Regions from separate parts of the Ovis aries genome. Here region 2 is linked to region 1. Evidence: chromatin contacts called from public Hi-C data. All regions are on one chromosome and are shown on one strand. The core of a region is the stretch at or near the end of the contact, and the rest is flanking DNA. Distances in the headings are between cores, read along the strand shown. Region 1 overlaps NREP (neuronal regeneration related protein). Region 2 has its middle 56 kb from the start of YTHDC2.

Region 1 (5,454 bases), core at 513-3,012:
AGTCCATATACAGAATCAACCTAATTGACATGCTTCCTATCACTTCTACTATACTGCATGAAAATTTTGAATTATATCTATTTATTACCTGTTTCTAAATCCATATTTCCCTCTACTCACTTACCATCTTTATCAGTATTTCTTTGGGGAGACTGTTAGATGAGAACAATCTTCAAAGGCAGGATCATGGCTTTGTCTGGAGCCTAAATGCACCACACACATGTATGGTGCTTACTTTAGTGAACACACCTTCTCAGAAAACTGTGATGAAGATGCCGCACGGCTTGGTTGTTAACAACCATAATTATAACATTATTTTCTACCCTTTGTGGGGTTCTATGTGCTTAAACAATGGCCCTTTTATGATTTATCAAAGATAGGTGCCCACCCCCTGCAATTAGAAGAGTAAACCAGAGCAGCAGATGTACAACCTGCATAATTAATTCTTTGAGCAGCAAGGGAGTATATTTTATAATCTCTCTGCCAATTACTCTGTGTGTGAGTGTGAGTGTGTGTGTGTGTGTGCATGCGTGCGTGTGTACATCTTTTATTCTGCCTAATTGGCTGGGAGGTTATGAAACCCAGTACTGTAAGAGAATTTATGTGCACACACATGGACTTCATTTCTGCAAATACCCTTTGAAGTGGCCCTATTAAGAATCTCCCTCAAAAGCTGGTCTGCTCCCAGGTGTGACTGGTCATGTGAGAGGGCAGAATGTAAACTGAAACCATAAATGAGTTACAAGGATCATTTTCTCTGAACAGTATTACATCAAGGATTAGATGGTGCCAAAAGATGATGCGCTGAGCTGTCTCTCTAGAGACCAAGTCTTAGAGCTCTGCCTAACCCTGTGAATGCTGCTTGGAGATGGCGTGCACAGCAGGGGAAAGGCACTGCAACTAGAGGCCAAAAAGGAAAACGGTGGGTCATTCACACACTGGACATCATCTCTGCACATTCTAGAAAGTAAAATACATGTGATAGTTGGTCCCTCAGTTGGCAAACATTCTGGTTCGAGAACTAAGTGAGAAGTGCAGGGATCTAATTTAAGTGTGCGTGTGTGCATCACACACAGGCTGGCTGTGGTACCCAATGGATAATCGCAGAGAAAGCATTACGAACACTTGACTATTGCACTCAACCACAAATGCCCTCCTGCTAGAAAGGAAGGGATGACCTTTTAGGACACTGCTGCACTACAATACCTGCTGACACTCTTGGTTTTTCCATGGCCTGATAAGTTCTTAACCTGTAGAAATGGGGGTCGGGGAGACAACTGTGGTTCACAGCACACAAGCTGATTAAGCCCATCGAATTAACTTTGCTTTGGGTGCAGATGTTTACTATGAGCTCAGAAACTGTCCACATTTTACTCATATTATGCAGCAGATTATGTTACTGCCCGTGATGACATGTCAGGCAGGCAAAGGATTCATTTCTTTCCTTTGTGAGCTGGGGTGTTTGAAACAAGCGGTGTTCAGAGTTTAACAGTAGAATCCTCTAGATTCACTCTGCCTGTTGTGAAGCCATCTTGAGAGGCCGCTGATGAATATGTGGGAGCCTGACAGCTGTGGAATTTCATTTCTAGATTTCAACGAGGCAGAGAAAGGAAAAGGAAGTCTCCTCGCTGGCAACAAAATGAAAGTGTTTACAAGTGAAATTAATCATCAGCACAAAGAGCTTTCGCAGTCACTCTGTACCACAATATAATGTTCTGCCTGTTTGGCTGCTGAGTTTTTTAAAATTTGATTTCTAAGAATAAAAACAAAGACTTAAAGAGGAGCAAGGAATCAAGTCAGAAGCAAGCCACAGAAGGTTAACATTACCCAACTTTGCTTTGTCACCGCTCTTTGAAACTGTTCATGATGTGAGTTTGGGGCTTTGGATGGTGTGTGCTTCAAGGCAGGGTGCAGCAGCAGCTGGTGAACCCAGCACGCTGAACTGGAGGTCAGTTGCAAACATTTTGTGCTGTGCAAACTCCTCTCATCCCAGCCTCATTCCTTTCCAATAGGAAAATGCTTAGCACAAAGCAATCCACCTAAAGGCTCCATAAATCCAAAAAAGGGAGTTACTGATCGAGGAATTCTCAGATTTCTGCCAAGGCACCCTCCCCTGTGCTGGAGGTCAGCCTGGTATGCTAAGCAGAGCCAAACTGTGGACTGGACTCAAGGAATTAAGTTCAACACTTCAAATCTAGACTTTTAATGGGCAATTTTTCTTTTCAGTGATGAAGACAAAACAAAGTACAAACAGCTGATAACAGCCCAAAGTAAACCAGGAGAAAAAGCACAAGAAGAAAGCTTGGAAACAAATCTCATACAGGATATCTAAGAAGAGATTTTCTGAACAAAGGAAAAAAATAAAGCAGCTTTTTAAAACTCTGGTTTGAGATTAAGCAGTTTGTGAGTGAACAATAAGAAAGTACAGGCCACAAAAATAAGACATTTGCTCTTTTCAGCGGGATAAAAAATACTGGCCTTTGTTAACTAGCAAGGAAAAAAAAAAAAGAAAGAAAGAAAAGGCCCCTCAGGCATTTAAGCACAGCATAAGCTTTTCCTTGCCCCATGACCTCAACAAATATGTTAATAAAATCTTTTACCTCCCTGGAGTGGAACCAGAGTAAATATTTACTTAACACATCTGAGTTCTAAGTCTGGACCACCTTATTCCCTTATATAAATTGGTTTTCATTTGCAACCAAGAAATTAGAAACACCACATTTTGCAATGTTTCTCCTGCTTTTATGGTAGGAGAAGGAAGGAAGGATGAAAGGGAAGGAAGGGAGGGAGGAGAGGAAGAAAGCAAGAAGGAGGCAGAAAGAAAGAGAGCAAAAGACGGAAAGACAGGATGAACACTGTAAGGAAGAAAAGAAAACCGTATTGGGCCTGAGTGCACCAAACTGCACTTGAGAATTTTTGAACGGTATTCTCTGCTACAAATGAGTCATGCTGTTGATACCCTTTCCAATACTAGACATCTGGAATTAGCAGGACCTTTTCCAAGCACATTCCAAGGTTAATAAGAAACATCTAGACTTGCTTTTATTAGCCAGTTTGAGTAATTTTAGGTATACTGAATTTCACCTTCGTATAACTATAAGAAGTCTGATTTCTACTCACCAAGAATGGTAATTTTTCTTTCTTCTTGTTCTAAAGTTACTGTGCTATTCACTAAAATCTATGAAAGTTTTCACCAACAAGGTGAAAGAAAAAGTCCTCGAAACTCAAGGGTTTTTTTTTCCCTAAAGCCCTAAATTAAAAGCTAGTGAAATAAATATTTATCTGGACATATGGATTTGGGGTTTTTCTTGATCTGGGTGAATAATGAGATAGCCAGTTGCTTTTGATGAGCTTATGAACAATTTCAAAGCATTCCTATCGCTGACATATGCAAGACTGACTTTTCCAGAAAGTTTGCATTTTCTCCCAAAGCGCTCATTCCAAAAGAATTTATTCACTCTTTCCACCAATGCACCGTCTTCTGCTGGCAGCTGCAGACTGCTCAGCATTTAGCAAAAGTCATTTCACAGTTCAGTGCTTGTCAGGTACTGTCTTGGTCATTTGAAGACTAGATAACTCTCAACAGCAAACAGATCACCAAATTCGGAGGGCAAGTGGTTTCTATTATGGAGAGGATGTAATTAAACTTGGTTTAAATCAGACGCTAGTTGATTACCTGTTAAGAAGTTTGGCTTTAAAGAGGGGAACACAGCCAGACCTGTATCTGCACGTCCTAAGTGCTGGGGCACTGTGCAGCTTCTGGGGAACTGCCCTGTATGGAAACTGGCAAAAAACTGAAAGCACAGAGGAGCAGAAGGTCAGGATGGATGTGCCCCTGCACAGCACCTGGACTCTCAGCCCACTGAGTGCGGTCTGACTCAGAAGGCGGCTTCTCCCTGACAAAGGCCAGTCCGGCAGGGCCACAGGAAGCAGAGACGACCAAAGGCAGTGGCCGTCGACCCAAATGGACGCGGTGTCTCAGGACCGGGAGTCATCAGTAAATACCTGGAGAGTCATGAAGATGACTGCAAAAGGAATGCCAAATTAGGAGGCTAAATTCTCTGGGAAAGGGATCACTTATATTCTAATTAGCATGAAAAAGACAGCATTGGAAACTCAGAACTTCATTCTAAATCCTGACTGCACTCTGAGACAAGAGAAGACACTGATATTGACATCTTTGGGGCTTTTCCCTTCGGTTCTTCTTCCATGGTAAACCAATCAGCAAAACTATACTTCCCCAAAGGAAGGGAACTGTGAGCAAGACATGAGAGTTGTTGGAACCCACACTGGCAGAGTATCTAACTTTGGAGAGCCACAGTTTTCTGTGGGAAATGCACACTGGAGTTCATTATAATTTCTTTTTTTAAATTTTAGGCACGTTTTCTAGGCACACCCTTCAATCCTCAGAGTGCCGCTGAAAGGATGAAATGCATCAGCACATGTAAGGCATGGCAACAGGGTCAGCACAGATGGACTAAGTGGGCCTCGGTCAGCTGTCACACCATCAGCCTCACCGTCCCGCAGAGGAGGACGCTCCGCAGCCAGAGAGCTTGCCCAAGGTCACAGAGCCGAGAAATGGAGAAGACGGGATGCACACCCAGCCTCTCTTCTCCGAGAACACGGTCTGTCCGCAGCAGTCTTGTCTGCTATTTCCCCGGAGCCAGCTGCAGTGGCGCCATGAGGCCCTGAGAGCGGGGCCTGCTCTCAGTCCCTCAGTAGGTGCTGAGCGTCTCTACGCGGTGCCCTTTTGACGGAATTTAGTTGGGTTGCTGACACCTACTATCAAGAGAAGTTTTCTCAAAAATATTTGTTTCTCTGCTAGCTGTATTTTCGTGTGTGTGTGTGTGTGATTGAGAAATAGCTGCCCTTCAAAAATAACAGAGTGAAGTAAGCCAGAAAGAAAAACACCAATAAGGTATACTAACGCATAAATATGGAATTTAGAAAGATGGTAACGATGACCCTATATGCGAGACAGCAAGAGACACAGATGTATAGAACAGTCTTTTGGACTCTGTGGGAGAGGGCGAGGGTGGGATGATTTGGGAGAATGGCATTGAAACATGTATAATATCAGATGTGAAACAGATCACCAGTCCATGCATGAGGCAGGGTGCTCACGGCTGGTGCACTGGGATGACCCTGAGGGATGGGGTGCAGAGGGAGGTGGGAGGGGGGTTCAGGATGGGGACACATGTACACCCATGGCTGATTCATGTGAATATGTGGCAAAACCACCACAAGAGTGTAAAGTAATTAGCCTCCAATTAAAATAAGTTAATTTTAAAAAATAACTTGCCTAAGACACTCAGCACTGTTGGAAGGCACACAGGGCATGCTCACCAGTGTCCATTTGTTGCTACAGTCACTGGGGAAAGACAGCTTTCAGAGCAGCAACTCTCACTTGGCTACCTTAAGACTGTGGATCTAATTAAACCCAAGCAACACTGA
Region 2 (5,515 bases), core at 145-2,644, 140 kb before region 1:
GAAAAGCTGACAATCTGAAAGGCATTGCCTTAGGACTCACAGCATTTACTTACATTATGTTCAGGTGGATACATTTTCAATTTTCTCCAGAAGACTTGTGTTTCTTCCTTTTTTTTTTTTTTTCTTCTACCACTATATACTGACACTGTATTAATAGATCACAAGCCTAATTTGTAAGCCTGGGATCACAAGCCTGGATTTTCTTCAAGGACTTAAAAAGTTTACTTGTCCATTGAGGTCAATTCTTTGACACTTGCCACCTGTGGTTCTCAAAGAGCTTGATGGTTTCAACATTAATTTGGTTAGTTAACAGACTAAATATTTTGATAGTCTATCTGTTGATGGAGAATGCGGGGCTTTTAAATATAAAGACTCTGGCTTTCTAGTATAATTTGATTACACATGTGTTTGTGCAGAACTGCTTCCTACAGCCCTCCCAGGCAGCCAGATGTGGGAGGAGCGATGGAATTAGCTCATCTCCAGTCGGGGCTGCTCTGAACAAGAGTCTGCAAGGGTGGAAGGGGAGCCTGGAAGGGTGCCAACAGGCGCATACATAGGACTATCTGGAGGAAGAAAGTTGATTAAAAGTCCAGTTAAGTCAAGTCAAAAGAATAATATGTCAAAAAGTTCATCAGGATGGAGAGGGACATGAGCCAAAGGATCAAAGTAAGGGTCAGAAACAGGATGATTGGAAACAAAGCCAACGCAGGAACTCACCCTGGGAAAGCTGAGACAATGCTCTGGCGTATCTCAGGCACAGATGGGTGAGCCCAGCTGGACAGGACCCTTGTTATGACAGTTTCAGAGCCTGGACGGATCCTCAGAACCTGATGGGAAGAAAACAATGCTGAGAGGCAAGTTTGCAAGCACTAGTTTCGGAGCACTGTTTTCCTAGCCTGTCAAACGAGAGATTTGTGCTGACTCTCTCATGCCCACGTGAACAACAGTGTTCTCTGAGACCATCTGGCTAAAGCACCATTAGGCTCCAGCCTCTCCTGGGACCAGCCAGTCCTCCCTGGGCCTTTGCAAACTTATCTGAAGTGAATGCGTGGCTCCCAGGACTTGTCCACCTGCAAGTAATATCTGAGGAGAGCATCAGCCAGAGCAGAGCCCCAGAACATCGACCCCTCCTCGGAAAGGGAAGGCACCTTCGTTAGCACCTCCTGCGGGAAGGAAACGCCTGTAGAGACTTCCTTTCCATATATCCCAAGATCAGGGCCAAGAATCTGGGGAATGCTTGTGCTGGGTATGCGCCGTCCTATAAATTCAAGTACACTGATGAGGCTGAAAGCAAGCAAGAACGTGCGTGCCAAGTTTGCCTGTGGTCACAGAAGTGAGGCTGTGCTGTTTCCTGAAGATAGGAGCTGGAAGTCTTTTGGGGAAAGCTGCCTGAGCGCACACATTTCACCCTTGGCCTACTTTGTTTATCTTGAGGCCACTGAAGCATTCAGTCTAGACCGTACAGTATTTCTGCATCTCCTGTTATTTCTTTCCCAAGCATCTGGTTTTTCTCAGGCCCCACGTGACTCATACTTCCTGGCCTTGTGCTGGGACCCAAGGACCCCTGCAGAATGTCCTTGCTGTGCCTGGGTCACTGCAAACATCTGCTGGGATCTGGGCTCTGTCCGTAAGGTGGCCTGTCAAATGGTACAGATTTCAGTTTTCTTTCTGGACAGCGAGTTTGGGGCCTTGGACTAGTACTTTCTCTGGGACTTCAGAACTTGGGAAAGCAAGCAGCCAGGGAGCTCCTGCCCTGGGACTCTGCCTCCGGCTTGGCATCTTGGGGACTTCCGAGGAAGGAGCCCTGAGACTCCTCAGGAGGCCCCGGTTCCTATACAAGTTGGCTTTCACGTCATTCACGTTTTTGTGGCATGGTCTTTGTTATTCTGGTTTTTCCTCACTTCTGCAATCCTTAAGAACCCACCCATCAAGCAAGGGTGCCTTGAGTAGCTGCAACATAGCTGTGCTAGGCTAACTGCTAACTTGAGATCAGAGGGCTTCTAGTCTCAAGAAGCATATCCCTGAGGTGAGATAATAAATAATTCATATCAAGAAACACTGGGTAACACAGGCTGTGTGTCACGAAGGTCTTGTGAGTGGCAGACAAGTTCTGTGAAAATAGAGGCTAAAAGGAGAACAGTGGATGTTTCTGAGTAGAAACAGATTTGTCATAGGCTGTCTAGAATTAGTAGAAATTGAATGGTGGATGGCTACTAAGGTTTTCACACAAGAAAAAATATGTGATTTGATTCAGATAGGTAGAAACAATGAATTAAGTAAAGCCTAGGAAAACAGACCAGATTGGATTGATTTATCATGTTGCTTCATCATCATGTATTACCTTTTTATATGATGCAAGATAAAGAATTCGATTTCTATTTGATACAGATTCAGATAATCTCTAGGCATGTACTTACCTCTCCCTTTGGGTTTAAGGATGACACGCTGAGATCTCATTAACTTTGGCCAAAACACCATATGCTCTTTCAATTTCACACCCTTTTCTTTCAACACATAATTTTGTGTTTTTGTGCTGGACATTGTCTACTTGGGATCAGATCCATTTCTGTTCCAGGCTTTGCCCAGTCCTTGACCTCCCACTTTCATATAACATTTGCTTCTCTTGTCTTATGAATGGTCAAGATAAGCTCGGATTTATAGATATTTATAAATATTTCTGAATATGTAACTCATATCCATCTTAGATTTCAGAAAGTCTTAATGTCCTTGGATTAGCTGTTCTATCACAGACAGTAAGTAGCCAATAAGTGACACCCAAAGGAGGTATATGTCCCAGCAGCCTCAGGAGACACTGAGGCCAGAAAGAGGCTGGTCTGTTGACTACACAGTAGAGTCCCTGCTGAGGGCTTGATGCCACCTCACCAGTGAAGACAGGTACCAGGAAAGACAGCCATGCCAGGAGCTATGTGAACATTTGGAACCAGAGAAAGCCCCATATGGGTAGTGACGTGCTAGATCAGAACTGCAAGGGCTGGCCTGGCAAGTCACGGGGAGTTGCCAGCCTGCAGAGAGTACACCCAAAGCTTTGCACTTGGACAGCCTACCCTTAACACATCTTCTGAGCTGTACCTCATGGCTCCCAGTTACAATCAAATCTTTATCTCACATAAGTTTGGATGGTAGAGCACTAATGTAAGAGGAATTATGTAGATAAGGATGCTATAGCTTCAACATACCCAATGAGGCTGTTTCCAAAACTACAGGAGGGTTTATAGGAAGATATTTGGAACTCCATTGTAGAGAGTGGAGCAGGATTTGGAGTATGTAGAAGAACCAGAAATTCTTGCCAACAAGTGAGCAGTTTTGTCTCTCTCAAGCAAGACCAGTCCCACTGGTATCATCTGTCCTTTGGCTGCCTTAGGAAACACTCCTGAAAAGTGAGCACCTGAACTATTGGGACATTTCTGGTACCTTTGCTTTCGCAGAAGAGGAAGCATTGTCCCGTGATCAGTGAATACAAAGGGCATTGGGTAAAATCTAAAAATGCTGAACCTAATTCTGGCTGTGAGATATAAACATTCTTTCAGTGTATACCCTGTTGTATTGCATTAAATGCTTTGTAAGGTTTAGAACAAGTGCACCTCTGAAGTGAGACATGTGCCCTGTTGAGCATCCTTCTGAGATGTAGCCTAGAGGCTGGAAGTCTTTGCAAGAATGCTATAGAGTAGAGTTCTGACTGGATGAGTAATACTACCTTCATTCATTTGCCAGCAACACTGCCAGGGAATGAATGGTAAAGAGCATAAGAAAAAAGTACACTTAATTAACCACATCAACAAATTTATTTGAGTCCTGATACATGGTGAGCACTGTGATAGGCACTAAAGATAAGGGGATAAGTGGCCCTTGCCCTCGAGGGCTTAAAGACTAATGGAGTGGAGAGATAATTCAGACATGCACTTGTTTTGATAGATATTTTGATATATATGGGACTAGATGGAAACACAAGAGGACATTTGAATGGACAGCATGTGGGGGTGATCTCATCGTAGGAGTTAACCCCAAGAAGAAATGTCTTTCATCACCTTCTTTCTCTGTCCTCTAGGGTAAAGACTGGCAAACCACGACATACAGACCATCTGGCCCACTTCTGCTGTTTGTAAGTAAAGGTTTATAGGAACACAGCTATATATATCTGTGTACACGTTGTCTATGGAGGCTACAGTGGCTGATATGAGTAGTTTCAACAGAGATTAGAATCCTGGTTAGAGAAAAAGTCTGCCAACCTCTGCATCAGGGTATGGTTCTCATCCACCTGGCAAATAACACATCTACAATCCAGTGAATAGGACGAAAGAAAAGAGAAAGAAGAGCGAATCAATTTTTTAAAGGCTGTAACCCAGAAGTTGACTTACGTGCACTTATCCCTGGGCCAGAATCTAGTCACGTGTTTTGTAAGGAGTTCCTAGACTTCTTCCAGTTTGAGACAGAAATACTCACAGAACTCAGCATGCAGTTAAATTCATGGCCAAGATAACCGTAAGAAAAGAAAAAGAGAAACCAACAAAAGGAAAAGGCCCATTGGGTGAAGTACAGAGGTAACCAGTCGCAAGCCTCCAAAATCACTCCCCAGTCAAGTCACTTAGGATATACTTAATTCCTCCATGAACAAACTATAATAACATGTATGAAATACGCTGGGCCAGGAGAGCTCAGTAGAGACTTGGTCCCAGGGGCTTTTATTGGAACTGGCCATGTCACTTTCTACTGGAGAATATGCCCAAATTCCAGACTCCCAGAAGAAAAGCAAGAGTCAACATAATCTGTATATTTCCATACCATTTAGGCATAGGGATCCACTCCTATCAGGGACTGGTGGGAATCCTCATAAAACTCGAGTTCCCAGATGCCAGCCAAGGGTCAGTCTTGCAAGCAGAGCTTTAAGGATAAAACTCCGAGGCCTACTGTGATAACCCTTAACTGCACACAGGTCCCCACTTGCCAGGGAAGCCGGCGAATGCAGCCCAGCTAAACCTGGGAGGTTTGAGGATTAAGAGAAAATGAAAATGGAGAATGGATACTGTGAATAGTGAGCAATTTCTGCCACACAAGGGAAGGAATGGAAGCAGGGTTCAGTTCAGTTCAGTTCAGTTCAGTTCAGTCACTCAGTCTTGTCCGACTTTTTGCGACCCCATGAATCGCAGCACGCCAGGCCTCCCTGTCCATCACCAACTCCCGGAGTTCACTCAGACTCACGTCCATCGAGTCAGTGATGCCATCCAGCCATCTCATCCTCTGTCGTCCCCTTCTCCTCCTGCCCCCAATCCCTCCCAGCATCAGAGTCTTTTCCAATGAGTCAACTCTTCGTATGAAGTGGCCAAAGTACTGGAGTTTCAGCTTTAGCATCATTCCTTCCAAAGAAATCCCAGGGCTGATCTCCTTTAGAATGGACTGGTTGGATCTCCTTCCAGTCCAAGGGACTCAGGGTAGGGTTTCTTAATCCTGGAACTTTTGATATTTGGGGCTGAGTTATTCTTTGTTGCAGAGACTGTAC

The links. Hi-C and Micro-C count contacts between places; a contact is called where the count stands out from the background.
Region 2: a Hi-C map of liver shows a contact between it and region 1, with 2.8 times the contacts expected there. The contact joins two enhancer-like sites. A contact is called at or near these places in 5 of 16 Hi-C or Micro-C datasets (hypothalamus, liver, muscle and 1 more).

What each region holds. Positions count from the first base shown.
Region 1 is chr7:2,155,114-2,160,567 of ARS-UI_Ramb_v3.0, reverse strand. The region is part of intron 3 of NREP (neuronal regeneration related protein); the gene reads right to left. Among named protein-coding and RNA genes, the nearest start is that of NREP, 16 kb to the right of the region's middle. Within about 2 kb of position 1,762, at least 11 of the 54 cell types and tissues checked have an H3K27ac peak or open chromatin away from gene starts, as enhancers often do. A contact at or near this core is called in liver, where this site is marked.
Region 2 is chr7:2,297,275-2,302,789 of ARS-UI_Ramb_v3.0, reverse strand. No RefSeq gene overlaps it. Among named protein-coding and RNA genes, the nearest start is that of YTHDC2, 56 kb to the left of the region's middle. Within about 2 kb of position 1,394, at least 7 of the 54 cell types and tissues checked have an H3K27ac peak or open chromatin away from gene starts, as enhancers often do. A contact at or near this core is called in liver, where this site is marked.